Regions from separate parts of the Mus musculus genome. Here all the other regions are linked to region 5. Evidence: chromatin contacts called from public HiCAR-type, HiChIP or PLAC-seq and promoter capture Hi-C data. All regions are on one chromosome and are shown on one strand. The core of a region is the stretch at or near the end of the contact, and the rest is flanking DNA. Distances in the headings are between cores, read along the strand shown.

What was found. HiCAR-type assays count read pairs that join an accessible place to other places. HiChIP or PLAC-seq counts read pairs in DNA pulled down with a chosen protein or histone mark. Capture Hi-C pulls out chosen DNA fragments and counts their contacts.
Region 1: a HiCAR-type map of astrocytes shows a contact between it and region 5, with 2.6 times the contacts expected there. The contact joins the promoter of Zfp428 here to the promoter of Sertad1 in region 5.
Region 2: a contact with region 5 is called in a HiCAR-type map of astrocytes, with 2.6 times the contacts expected there. The contact joins the promoter of Zfp574 here to the promoter of Sertad1 in region 5. A contact is called at or near these places in 1 of 39 promoter capture datasets (cranial neural crest) and 1 of 115 datasets of contacts at active chromatin or transcription factors (astrocytes).
Region 3: a promoter capture Hi-C map of adipose tissue shows a contact between it and region 5, with 2.6 times the contacts expected there. The contact joins the promoter of Zfp568 here to the promoter of Sertad1 in region 5. A contact is called at or near these places in 2 of 39 promoter capture datasets (embryonic stem cells and liver) and 1 of 9 other capture datasets (adipose tissue).
Region 4: an H3K27ac HiChIP or PLAC-seq map of bone marrow-derived dendritic cells shows a contact between it and region 5, with 12 times the contacts expected there. The contact joins the promoter of Tyrobp here to the promoter of Sertad1 in region 5. A contact is called at or near these places in 1 of 39 promoter capture datasets (maxillary cranial neural crest) and 1 of 115 datasets of contacts at active chromatin or transcription factors (bone marrow-derived dendritic cells).

The regions. Positions count from the first base shown.
Region 1 is chr7:24,505,643-24,508,342 of GRCm38.p6, reverse strand. Zfp428 (zinc finger protein 428) reads right to left here and starts at 1,256. Exons shown (of 3, transcript NM_146183.2): 1 at 907-1,256.
Region 2 is chr7:25,075,456-25,078,155 of GRCm38.p6, reverse strand. Zfp574 (zinc finger protein 574) reads right to left here and starts at 1,349. Exons shown (of 2, transcript NM_175477.5): 1 at 674-1,349. It also overlaps a transcript of Grik5 not described here.
Region 3 is chr7:29,982,513-29,985,212 of GRCm38.p6, reverse strand. Zfp568 (zinc finger protein 568) reads right to left here and starts at 1,258. Exons shown (of 10, transcript NM_001167872.1): 1 at 985-1,258. Gm31735 (a long non-coding RNA gene) reads left to right here and starts at 1,692. Exons shown (of 2, transcript XR_001778074.2): 1 at 1,692-1,780.
Region 4 is chr7:30,412,408-30,415,107 of GRCm38.p6, reverse strand. Tyrobp (TYRO protein tyrosine kinase binding protein) reads right to left here and starts at 1,326. Exons shown (of 5, transcript NM_011662.3): 1 at 1,209-1,326; 2 at 740-766; 3 at 458-604. The coding sequence starts at 1,269. It overlaps Gm32029 (a long non-coding RNA gene), which reads left to right and starts at 1,389. Exons shown (of 3, transcript XR_391237.3): 1 at 1,389-1,494; 2 at 1,675-1,733.
Region 5 is chr7:27,485,512-27,488,211 of GRCm38.p6, reverse strand. Sertad1 (SERTA domain containing 1) reads right to left here and starts at 1,259. Exons shown (of 2, transcript NM_018820.4): 1 at 1,134-1,259. It overlaps Gm38972 (a long non-coding RNA gene), which reads left to right and starts at 1,252. Exons shown (of 5, transcript XR_881906.2): 1 at 1,252-1,487.

The sequences.
Region 1 (2,700 bases), core at 7-2,506, 3.0 Mb after region 5:
TTTTTGAGATCTGATGCCCTCCCCAAAAGGAAAAAAAAAAAAAAAAAAAAAACAGGTCTAGAATAGCGAATCCTCCTGCCCCAGCAGGAATTATAGGCGCGTGACACCACACTGGGCTTTAACTATTATTCTACTTGACCATCACAGCAAGGATTGTTAGGACTTTTCTTGGGGGTTTACTTGGGGACAGCCATCCCTCTCCAAACCCACATTATATAAAGCTTCTTCCAGAACGTTCCGGATATCAAGTGGAAGCATTAGGACAGGTGGAAGCCAGCTGGGCGTGGTGATGCACCTCTGCGAACTCAGCACTTGGTAAATTATAAATTCTAGGTTGTACTCCGCGATATTGTGGGTCCAAAACCCAGCTACATGAAACCGTATGCCTCAGTTCCCTCAAAAGCAGAGTGGCCAGGACCCCACCCACACATACGCCTCACAGTGCGTGAGTGAACACAATAGATACCTTTCCGCACAACGCTAGGTAGGACTGGGACTCGGACAAACCCCGGTACCAAACAATAAAGATCAGCTCCCACAATGCCCCGTGACAGCGTCCCACGATGCCTCGGGCCTTTAACGACCACCAGGCACCCAAACGCTCCTTGCCCCGGGGCTTCTCACAGAAGGCGTGTGCGACGAAAAAAAAAAAAAAAAAAAAAAAAAAAGTCCCCTCCAGGAGCCCAGGCCCTTCCCAGAATGCCCCAGGCCCAGAACGCCTGGCCCACGGGCTCCCACAATGCCTCGAGGCGAAGCTGTGCTGGGTCCCGAGCCGCGTGCTGGGGAAAGCAAGGGACTCCCGGGCCGGTCACTCGGCCAAGCGGCCGCGGGCTCCCGTCATGCAGCGGGGCTGTATCGCCCGCTTCCCAGCATGCCCCGCGGCCCCCCCCAAGCTCGGACACTCACCGACGCCGGCGGCCCCGGATCAGGCTCGGCGGTGGCGGCTGCACGCCCGGGCACTGCGCCTGCGTTTCGGGAGGCTAGGCGAGCGGGCGAGCGAACGGGCGAACGAGCGAGGGGCGAGCGAGGGGCGCGTGCGCGGTCAGATGGACCATTCCCGGAGGTCGATGGGAAGAGGGGCTCAGAGGATGGCGAAGGCTGTAGAGCTCACGCCGGCGGGGGTGGCGGGCTCTGCCGCTCACGGCCCCGCTAGACTTGGTACAGTCTGCGGCCCGAAGGGTGAAGAAGCTTTAAGAATCGCGCGTGCGTGCGTGCGCGGTAGAGCGAACGCGCCTTATAAATAGTGGATGCCTTGGAATGAGGGGGGAGAGTGGGGGCCTAAATACTCGGCCCGGATCCCCCGGGCTGGAGGCTCGCTCATTTGCATAATCCTAGCGCGGGACAAAGGAAGGCCTCCCGCACTGGAGGATGTGATTTGCATATTCCCGGGAGAGGCTGTTCTTCAGAGCGCAGTGATTAGCATATGGATGGGGAGGGGGGGGGCACCTGGAAAAATAAAGCGCATGCGTGTAGGGGACTGCAGACTTAATCGTGGTGGGCTGGCAACCTTGTCCCGAAACTACCGAAGGTCTGGGACCCCGTTCACGTCCCTGTCACCTAGGATAAATTCCTGGACAGCACGTGGTTTCTGCGTTGCGAGAGATCTGAACCCCCAGTCTAAGGAAAACGAACCACATTTGATTAGACAAATACTTAGAACTGTCAAGACCTGGAAGAGAGAGAGGTAGACGGCAGGAGGCCGTGGATGCCAGAAACGCCTGCCCCAGCTCGAGGTTCTGCAAGGGCTTCCAAGGGCTGATTTTTAAGCCAGGTCTGAACTGGAGCCAAGTAGAATGCCAAAAAGCAGAGGGAATAGCTGATGCAAATTTCCAGAGGCAAAGTAGTGCTTGCATTCTTAGAGGGAGTCAAGGCAGCTTTTCCGTGGAGCACAATTAGAAAGTCTGCTATAGGTGTTTGCTTTTTTATTTCTTTTTTTGTTTTTCTTTCTTTTCTTTCTTTTTTTTTTCTTTTTTGAGGCAGAGTCTCATGTAGCTCAGGCTAGCCTCCAACACCTGGGTCGAAGAAAATGACCTTGAACGCTACCTCTTGAATGTTGAGATTACAGGCATATGGCAGCCAGCCCAGCTCCTGTGGGTAATTTTAAAGGGCCATAACTTCATGCTGACTATTTGTAGCCATCCCTACAGCCCTCTCCTTCCCGAATGCTTTTATCACTAGCAATTTAAAACTCTAGAGTCCCATTACACCACAGAAAAGGAATAGTTGTGTTTTGCTTTGTTTCTGAGAGTCTCCTTGTGTATTCTGGAACTCACTCTAGCTCCGGGTGGTTTTCGTCAACTCCCTGCAGTTCTCCTGCCTCAGCTTCCCAAAGGCTGGGGTGGCAGGTATGCACCTCCCACACCTGGTCTCCCAGTCAAACTTGTGTCCCTGACGCCTCTTCTGGACCCACCCACCGTTTTATCTGGTCCATATCCCCAGCACTTCAAACACAGTAATCCCTTTGCTGTCTCAGGCTTTGATCTTGCCTTTCGATTCATCGGGAAAACCCTTTGTCCCTGCTGCTCCGAGCTCACTCTCTCCTGGTATTGATGCCAATCCGAAGGGCCTTCCTTGATGATACAGCTCCTGCAGATTGAGTGATTTAGGGAAATTGACACAGCACTGGTCTCAATAAATGCAGCGCTCTGGGTGGAAATGGGGTGGAGGGTGCCTGGGGCTTTGGAGTTCTTTAAGTCTCCT
Region 2 (2,700 bases), core at 100-2,599, 2.4 Mb after region 5:
GGATACCCAAATCCCCCAGAGTTATCAATATGGTACATCCCCAAAATTCCTAGACTGCTCTCTGTAGCACACATCTCTGTCTCTCCAACTACACCCAAGATTGCTCGAATATTCCCTTTGGCCTACTTACCTGTATCTAAAACAAAACAATCCCTCCCCTCTAGCTCAACCTATTGAAACCCGTAAGAATAAATAAAGACCTCTGTCAATACTTTCCAAGCCCCACTTTCATGCGTTTATCGGTCTTCCTTGTCAGCATTACTCCGTTTTCCACACCTGATCCCTCCCTTCGCTCTAAAGATACCTCAAAAACCTCTTCTCTGCCTCAGCTCTTTCCAGGCAGAAATCGATTTTCCTCCCTGCGTTAATTACCTCCTTTCTCGGGCCAGCTCCCCACCCCGGCATCCATGAGTCCTCTAACCGTCCCCTTTCGATTCTGATCCCCATCCCAGCGCACCCACCCGTGGCCCCGATACCCCATGCAACCAGAGAGCCCTCCGGCGAGGCAGCTCTGGGACCTCCCCTTCCCGCCAAGGTCGGCCCCCGGCCTGCAGCCCGAGCCCTGCCCCTCCTCACTCAGCCCCGCACTCAACTCCAGTCCCCCATCCCACCCGCCGTCCCGGCACAGCCCCCGCCCGGCCCGCGCGCCCAACGGCCGCTCCGCTCTCCGCACCCGGGACGCGATCCTTCAGGCCTTCATCGTGCAGGCCGAATGACGCAGGCAAGCCGCCGGGTGGGGCCGGACCTCTGCGCTCCGGCGGGGACTCACCCGCCTCGGCCGTCTCGCCGGCCCCAGGCCGGGCTACGGGCTTCAGGTCCCTTTGCACCGCCACTCTAGCGCCGCGTCCTCTCTAGCGCCCGTCGTCTCGCCTGCTCCGCAGCCTCGCTCTCACCCCAGGCCGCCCTCAACAACGCTCCTCCCACCTTCCGCCTGGGCCGCTGCGAAGAACTGCACAATTCGCCCAATCATCGGCTGTCTGCCCCTGTCATTAGACCAATCGATGCTCAGGTTTCCTGAAGCCTCGACCAATAGAGCGGAGGGGTGGGATCGCGCAGCGCCCAGCCAATCCTTTAGCAATGTTCCCTCGCTGGTCGGCCTCCAGGTGGATACTACCCGCCTCTTTAATCCTCCCTGGAGGTTCTTCCTCTTCCACCTCTTCTCGGATTCCGCCTTTGATAGCTCGAAAGGGGAGCGCTGAGCGGAGAGGGCGCGATGACGTCGGGAGGCGGGACGAAGCTGGAGGCGCCATCTTGGGGGCGCCTGACAAGCTAGGCGTAGGGGATTCGGGCAGTGTAGGCTGTAGAGACACGCAAAGCCCTGGAGGCCGGCGGGTTACAGTCAAGGATCCCTGAGGGCCAGTGGCAAAAAAAAAAAAAAAAAAAAAAAGAGACACCACTCGGCGTGAATGGGAGAGGAAACCAAGCAGCAGCAGTCACACAGGGCAAAAGGAACAAAACAAGGCTTAAGACTTTTTTTTCCTATTAAGAGGATGAACGGGGAAATCGAGGAAGAGTAGAATGGAAACAAGATGTCAGGAGAGGGAGTTTAGAGGAAGAGGTACGTGACAGGAAGTGAGAAATGGAAGGAGAAAGGAAAAGCCCCGTTAGTAAGGTCCCTTGGAAGAAGCTGAGGGTGTGGGGTGGAAGACCTGAAGAAGGAAGTTTATGGGATTTGTAGTGGATCGAGTCAGTTGTTCTTGTTTTTGTTTGAGGCATGGTCTGGCTTTGTGAACAGGCTGGCCTCACAGAGATCCGCCTGACTCGGCCTCTCCTGTTTTGAGCATTAAAGGTATCTTTCCAGGTGACTGCCCTTCCACACAGTTACAGTTAAGGACCCCTAGGCATGGGAAGAATTTCCTGGGAAAACATGAAGTTCCAGGCCAGCCAGGGAGATGGTTCAGCGCGTAAAGCCACATGCTAAGCCTGATCTGGAGTTTTGATTCTGGGATCCACAGGGTGAAAGGAGAGAACTGACTCTTGTAAGTTGTTCTCTGACTTCTGCATATACCAGAGTGTGCATACATGAACATACACACACACACCTGAATGTAATATGGTAGCGAGTGACTGAAGAGATCCAGTATCCATATTTGGACTCCACACAAGTACACCACAGTTTTCAGGAAGCTCCCTCTTGAAGCCAAGGTTAAGGGAGTTATCAGAGGTGCATCTGGTTGGTCAAACTGTCCCCCGTTTCCCCAACTGAAGCTCAGAAAAACTAGGAGGGGTTTGAACACAGAACCACAGGTAGGTCTGAGTCTCCAGTTGTCACCATGTGTGTGCCCTCCTTTGGATGTCTAGCTGGATGTCTTCTTACTGGACTCCCTAGCAAGTATACCTACATGTTCTAACTAGGCTGCTTATCCTGGCCCTGGTACTTCTTAGCTGTGACTTTGGGCAAAACAACTCCACTCTGTCTCAGGTTTAGTTTTTTTTGTTGTTGTTGTTGTTGTTTTGGTTTTTTTTAGTTCTTCGAGACAGGGTTTCTCTGTATAGCTCTGGCTGTCCTGGAATTCACTTTGTAAAACAGGCTGGCCTTGAACTCAGAAATCCACCTGCCTCTGCCTCCCGAGTGCTGGGATTAAAGGTGTGCGCCACCATACCCGGCTTTTGTTTTTGTTTTTATCTCTGAAAAGGGATGCTAGTCTTTGTCCCGGGTTTTCGAGACACTAAGTAAATACTGCTATATAGAAATTAATT
Region 3 (2,700 bases), core at 9-2,508, 2.5 Mb before region 5:
GTAATTTGAGAGAGAGAGAGCTAGTGAGCAAGCTAGAGAGCAGAGCTAGAGAGTGCACACAAGAGAGTGCAAACAAGAGCACACTATCATCAAAGAGCACTTGCACTAAACGGTAACACCCAGTATAAAAGTATTTCTAGAGATTTCTTAATGTGGCAAATAGTTATTTTAATAGACTACAAGCTTACCCACACAACTTTTCTTTGGCTAAATATGGACACATTTGAAGCAGAGGTTTTTTAGAGTCTTTGCATGATCTCCCCTGTGCTCCCATAATCCACCGTGAAAAGAAAATATGTTTGGAATCAGTTCTTTTTAACTTGAGCACCAGAAAACAACAAACAGAGAGCAGATCTGAATTTCAACCAAATACAGCCTGGATCAGCTAAATGCAATGAATCTGCTAACAACGTGAACTGAAGGAATCCCAGTTGGTTTGCTATTGAGCTTAGGAATTTTTTTCAGCCATTATTAAACTAACTTCAGGGCTGGGAATGTAGCTCATTGGTACAGTTTTTGCCTGGTGTGATTGAAGCGTTAGATTTAAATTCAACACTACAAAGGTAAAAGAAAGAAAGAAGAGAAAAGAAAAGAAAAGAAAAGAAAAGAAAAGAAAAAGAAAAAAAGAAAAAGGAAAAGGAAAGGAGAGAAAAGAAAAGATTTTTTTAAAAATTAAATAAGCCAAGCAAGCCATTAGGTAATAATAGAAAGAAAAACTGAAAAAAGTTAGAGAAGAAAGTGTTGAAAGGGCGGCAATGAGGAGGGGGAAATCATTAGAAAGTACAGATTTTTTTTCCCCGTAGTTACGAGTTACGCCAAATGCTACACACCTAAGAACTCCGCGGTACAATTGCACACGCCACGCCATCCCCACACTCACCACACCCTTACTCAACCCCTTACCACCAAACATGGCCACGACAGGACACTCGCTCTCGCACAACCACACCCCCTCCAAATCTCCAGAGTAGCACAAACTCTTACCAGGTTTTTGGTTGCAGCTCCGAACAGGCTTGAGTCCCGCCTTCTGGCCCGGAGCTCTCCGCAAAGCTGTGACCCGGGATACTCCGAGCCCCCCGAGAGCCCGCGCCCAGCCCGAAGCCCACGGCCGGCGCAAACCGGACCACCCGTGCCTCTCCCGTGGAGAGGTCCCCGCAGCGCCACCAGCCAAAACCTCCCGAGACGCAACCTCAGAGACGCGGCATGCGGGCCACGCACGGCCAGCCCCTCCACTCGGGCGGCAGCGCGCGCCCGTTATGTCCCAGAGCACAGGTGCTCCCAGAAGGACCCGCGGCCCGACCCAACTTCCGGTCAGAGCTCGGCTGGCGTTTCCTGTGCTAGGGACAGGAGTCATGGCCGAAGGCGCCGAGGTGGCTGAGCCCATTAGCGCGGCGAGACGGTGACGCCGCCGGCGAAGCAGCGCTGGACGTGAGCAGCTGCGGGGACGGTCTTTTCCGGAACAACCAGAGGAGGCGCTGGGGGCGCTAGGTGGCTGTCCCTTTGTGGACTACATTTCCCAGAAAGGCTAGTGGCCTGTCCAGCCTCTCGGCAGGAGCCTTGCGACTGGGCGGACGCAGTGCCCTGGAATAGTTTTTGTGGTTGTTTGTAATACATTCTGATAGCTTTTCTATGAGGACATGAAATGTCTGGTCGTTGTGGAGTTGTGGCTTAAGTGTAAGACTGTGCCTACCTCTATGTGGCATCTTGCATGTAACCATGGGGCTCCTGTCACCCGAGTGGTTGTGACTTCAGAACTCTGCTCCTGGGAACAATCTCTGAGGTGAGGTTTAGATTCGCAAATTGGTCAGGGTGCCAGTTCTCTCCTAATCTCCATTCTCTACGCAGGATGGATAATGGGGACAAGGCTGGTAATGATCTCTGGCCTGGCCAAGAAAGACCTGGAGGGTCACAATTTTTTTATGTCTACTCCCAGTTTTACCCATTGCCAGGTCAGTTACCCAAAAGAGGCAAAGAATGCACTACAAACCACAAAGAGCCGGGCTTTCCTTTGTGCCGAGCCCAGAGTGATCCCAGGTATTGGACGGCCGCCCCCATCTTACTGCATGCCCGCAAGCCTTACTTTCTTTCAAGCTGCAGTAAAACCACCAGGCCTGGGCGAGCTCCCTAAAGGCTGAGATAAGACCTCTGTCTTAGAATAGCCTTGAGCCTGAATGAACATCCTCCTACCTGCCACACCCTGGGCTCCAGAACTAACCCTCAATTTACAAATTCCTTCTTTATTGTTCCCTGAACCTCTGCTCCTGCCTTTATGCTTCAAAAGGAGAAAGGAGACTGCTCTCTCCCTTTGTCAAAGGTCGAAGCTGACTTGTGACCCTAACCAGTTAGAAGTGTTTTCCCGGGGGGGGGGGGGGGGGGGAGGGAACGGGACGGGGGGAGGGTATAAAGTTTACTTGTGGTTTATTTCCGACTTTCTTGGTCCTTTCCTCATTATTTGCACACCCCATGACCCCAACATCTGAATGCCTCTGGAAGTACTTGCTTAATGACGACTTGTCATTTGAAAATAGATCCCTATATTGTCTCCATTGGAGAAAAGAATAGCTATACCTATTATTAAGTCAGAGAGAGGCATAGAGGTAGCCATGTTCCAAGCCTGATTGCAAGCTAGAATAATCGGCTTAAGTTTAACTGGTGGGAGACAGAGCAGGTGGATCTCTGTGAGTTTCAAGCCAGCCTGGT
Region 4 (2,700 bases), core at 77-2,576, 2.9 Mb before region 5:
ATGGGACCCAAGTTCAATTCCCAGCATCCATACCAGTGGCTGGATCACTTGTAACTCCAGTTCCAGGGCATCTGGTGCCATCTTCTGGTCTTTGTGGACACTACACTCAAATGCACACACACACACACACACACACACACACACACACACACACACACACACACACAGAGAGAGAGGAAAAAAATTATAAAAAAATAAATAAGAGGGAGAAAAAAGCCAGAGTCCCCCACCCCCAGCCCTTCTGGCCTGAAGGTGTAACTCAGTTGGTAAAAGCATTTGCAGTTCAAATGGGAGGCCCCATTTGGATCCTTAGCATTAAGGGAAGAAACAAAAACAAACAATAACAACAAGCCAGCCCTCCCATCCTTTTGATATTTGTGACCTTGACGCTTCCACTGTATCCACTGCCCACCAGGTCCCAAAGTGTTCCAGACCAGCCCCCTCCAGCCCCACTCACCTTCCGCTGTCCCTTGACCTCGGGAGACCAGGCGGCCCAGAGAGTACACAGCCAGGGCAATCAGCAGAGTCAACACCAAGTCACCCAGAACAATCCCAGCCAGTACACCAGGGCTCACGGAAGAACAGTCGCATCTTGGGAAAGTGTCTCAGGAGGATGAAGAGGGGGACACAGGTTAACAATCAGGGCTTGGTGTTAGCACAAAGAGGGCTAGAAGGAGAAGGGGTGGCCTGAGGAGGTCTTTGAGAGGAAGAGAGAAAGATCGGGGGTATTATGGCTTACCACTCTGGGCCTGTACGGGACTTAATCCTAAGGAGAAAAGAACAGGTAAACTGAGAGAGGTGGAGACAGAGAATAGAAAGGTTGAGGTTATCCTCAATTACGTAGCAAATTTGAAGCTAGCCTGGGCTATATGTGATTCTATATTCAAAAGAAAGATGTAAATTGAGGCACAGACAGTGGATGTAGAAGGTGAAGAAGGTTGGAAAGAGCTGGTCTCACAGCACCCAGCGGCCGGTACTGACCAACATGTGGTAGGTATATCTGTGAGCTTCAATGTCCCCCCTACTGATACTACCAGGTTCCAAATCTCAGGGCCTCTAGCTCAGGGTGAAACCCACAGGCTCTAGAGGAACCTTCTTCTGCCCAGCCTTCCCCTTTGTCTGTGCTGTCCCTTCCTGCTCTCTGCCTAGTCCTGGCCCCAACATGAGCTGAGGACACAGGAGGCATCCACAGAAGCCCCCCGACTCACCTCCCACAGTCAGGAGGACAGGAAGGAACAGAAGGCACCAGGAGGGCTCCAGAGCCCCCATGGTGGCCAGATATGCACTGGACACCACAGTCCAGGGGCTGGTGGGACCTGGTGTGACGTCCAACCAAGTGAAGGAGGAAGTGTGAGGTGGGTGGTGGCAGCAGGAGGAGGGGACAGCAGCAGGGAGGAGGAACGTATAGACATGGCCGCAGAAAGAATGCAGCTCAGGGGGCTGTGCCACGGTCCCAATGGGCTGAACAAGAAAGAGAAGAGATACACATGTCAGGTCTTCATCTTCATCTCCAGATAGAGGGCAAATCTTGGAACAGGAGGGACTGTGGGTGCTAGTCATTGAAATCAGCTCAGCCTCTTCCTAGCTGGGCAACCTTTTCCAAGTCGCTTAGCTTCTCTGGGCCTTGATTTCTTCATCCACAAGACTGAGAATTAAATCGTACTTTCTTTGCAGGGTCGTGGGGTCTCAGCCAACCAGCATTACTAGAGCAGGATCCAACCCACATTAGCCTTGTAAGTATCAGCCGTGGTTATTATTCTATATCTACCCTCCCATCATGGTCACAGGCTGTGGAGGACAGAGCCACCAGCAGGAGCACTCACGACAGTGCTCCCATGTGTGACGTCACTGAGTCCTCATAGTATTCACCAGGGGTTGATGCCTTTCTCCCATTTTACAGAGAGGTAAAGACACTTGCCCATAGCCACACAGCAAAGAAAGACAGACAGGACCCAGGACCTAAAGATGGCCACTTCACTGTTAGAAGAAGAAAAAAAAAGATACAGAGAGAAAACAGATGTGCACACCACAGACACAGAGTTGGGGCTTTGAGGGGAGGCAGGTGGTGGCCACGTGGTGACTACTGGCTGGGCTGGGCTAGGCTACACTGGTAAGCAGGGGAGCAACCGGGAGCCAGGACAGAGGGGAGATCATGGGAGAGGAGGTTGGGACTATTTTAGTCCCCAGTGGGAGCCTGATCGAGAACTGGAGAAGGAGGAACCTGAGGTTGGAGCCCTTAGGCAAGAGCCAGATGCAGGAAACCTCCCCCCCCTGCCCACCCCCCACTGTATGTCACGCCCTGTAGCACCCTGGGTGCAAGAGAAAGGGGAAGCCAGATAGTAGTCATGGGACAGAAGCTAATGCCACTCTGGGAGGAGGGGACTCTAGAATTGGGGGTCGGGGAGGTGTCTCTGATAATCACAGCCACTACTGCCCTGAGTCTGGTTCCTAAAGAACCCAAAAGCTTCTTTCTTCCTTTTTCAAAAGATTTATTTATTTATTTTATTTAAATGAATACACTGCAGCTGTCTTCAGACACACACCAGAAGAGGGTGTCGGATCCCATTACAGATGGTTGTGAGCCACCATGTGGTTGCCGGGAATTGAACTAAGGACCTCTGGAAGAGCAGTCAGTGCTCTTAATCATCTCTCCAGCCCCAAAAGTTTCTTTCTGAAGTCTAGAGCTAGAGGGGTGGAAAG
Region 5 (2,700 bases), core at 10-2,509:
AAAAAAAGAAGGCCACCACACACTAGGAGCAGGCGCAGAGAGTGTGACACAGTAGGAGTCCCGGTGGGGGTGGGGAGCAAGCAGGAGGAGGCGCGGGCAGGAATAGGAGGCTTGGATTTTCAGAGTGTCAGGACAGAGTCATGGAGGGTAGGGTCTAGGCAGGAAGATGAATGGTGACGTTAGTTGGCAAGGTCTCTAGAGGATCCCCGGTAGCTGCTGCCTGGGGAAAGATCGGTGGCGGGGCAGCATCATGTGTGTGTGTGTGTGTGTGTGTGTGTGTGTGTGTGTGTGTGTGTGTAGGTTTGGAGATAGAAGTGGGCCTGAACTGCCTGCCTTCCGACTGCTGTACTCACTGGGATGCTGGCCGCTTGGGTTTAAAGCCTAAGCTGTTAGTAGTCACTCAAGGAAGTAAGGGTCCCGAACTTATTGAGGAAAGAGAGAGACAAGGGAAACCCTGAAGGGCCGCGGGAGTAAGTCATTGACAGAAGTTTGAAAATCGGTACTTTCTTCCAAGAGGACTAGAGTTTGAAGCCCCTAGCCTAATCTAACGGGGGCATAAAGGCCGCAGGGTCTCAGTCCCGGGGACGCTGCCTAGACCTAGCAAGACACTAAAAATCCAGTCTTTGCCCTTTTCGCTGAAGACCCGGGAGCCGGGAACCGCAGGAATTCAGCCCCCACCCCGACTCCGCCCCCCCGAGTCCCGGCGCCCCCTAGCGGTACTCCAACCTGGGCTCCCCCGGGGACTCCGGCCCCAGTGACCCCGGGATCCTTTAGATTCCCCAGGGTACCGCCTGTCCCTCCCGGGCCACAGCGAGCCGCGACCCCCGCGGGCCGCTCAGTGAGCCCGGCCTTCCCTCGCTTCCGGAAGGCAGCGGAGGCGGCTCCTCCCGGAGCGGCGGCGGCGGGGGCGGGTGAGTCACGCAGCCGGAGCCAGGGAGCCGGCGCCTCCGCCCCCTTCTCGGGCTCCGACGTGATTCACCCAGCCCGGCCCGGGCGGGCGACACATACAGGCCCTGGGCGCTCGATCCCGGTCAGCCCCGGCCACCATCTACCTAGCTGAGGTATCGAACACCCTAAAGAACCCGGCCCCCCGTACCCCCGTCTTTCCCCACCAGGCCCCTTCATTTACATACACAGATCACTCGCGGCCAATCAGAACGAAGAGGGAGCCACACGCAGCCAATCAGGAAGCGGCTGCCGTAGCATCGCTAGCTTGTTCTGCTCCAGCAACCGACACCTGGGACGGTAGGCGCAGTTCTGACTCCGGCGCACGACTCCAGACACTCGACTATCCCTAGTTCCCGCCCACTCGCGTGGCAGCCCCGCCCTGCAGCTCAGGGATCGGCTCTCGTTGGTGGTGGTGGGCGGAGCCTGAGCGGGGCCGTTCCAGAAGGAGGGGGGAGGTTGTCCCTAAAGCGCATGCCCAGGAGGACTGCCTGAGCGAAGGGACAGCTCTGGTAGCGATTTCCCTTGTGGGGCGATGACAGGTAGGGGTTTTGTACTTTAAAAAGTACAGGCCTGTCACTTCATGTGTTATTTTAGAAAACTGTATGACTTCTGGAAGAGGACCTACTTCTTGAGAGTTACAAAATTAACAGTTTTCTCAGTAGGGCTTAGGATACTGGACTCAATACAGTGAGACAACTGGATTCTACTATGATTAAAGACGGGAGTAAGGGGGGGACGGAACGACACCAGAGTCACGTCCTGGGCATCAGTTCCGGAGGAGCTGTGTGACTTTGGGCAGCAGTTTAAGTCCCTGAAAATAATTTCCTGCGGGGCGTGGTTGTTCACACCCATAACCCCAGTATGGGAAAACTAAAGTATGGGGGATTGCTTTGAGTTTGCAGCCGGACTACTTAGTGGATTTGAATCCAGCCTGGACCTCAGAGTGAGATCCTGTCTTAAAACAAAACAAAACAAAACAAAACAAACTAGCAAAAAAAACCGACGAACTTTTTTTTTTTTTTTTTTTTTTTTTTGCGACAGTTTCACTAACTTGCCCAAGTTAGCCTGGGAAACAGAGCAACCAACCCTCCTCAGCCTGTCAGTGACTGGAACCAGAGACTTATGCCACACCTAATATTCTTTTTTTTTTTTTTTTTGGTTGTTTGGTTAGTTGGGTTTTAGTTTAGTTTTTGTGTATGTTTTTGTTTGTCTCTTTGTCTTGGTTTTGGGTTTTCGTTTATTTTGAGACAGGGTTTTTCTGGGCAACAGCCATGATTGTCCTGTAACTCAATCTATAGACCAGGCGGCCTCTAACTCAGAGATTCACTAACCTCTGCCTCCTGAGAGCTGGGGTTAAAGGCCTGCGCTCCACACCTGGCCTTCAGCTATTCTTAAAATATGTTTGGAAAGGTACAGTTTAGTGAAAGAGTGCTTGCCTCACATTTCAGCATGTTAAACACCTGCACTTGGTTACAGCACTGAAAAATAAAATAAAGTAAAATAGCCTGATGATTTACTAAGAGTAGAACATTAAGGGCTGGAGAGGTGGCTCAGTGGCTAAGAGTACTTGTTGCTCTTGCAGAGGACCAGGCTCGGCTCCTGGTTCAGGTTCAGTTCAGCACCCACATGGCAGCTCATGACTGCCTATAACTGTAGTTTTAGAAGATCCAACACCCTATTCTGACTTTCTCAGTCACTCGATACACGTACTACATAAACAGCCAAACAAGCACAAACACAAATCCAAACAGT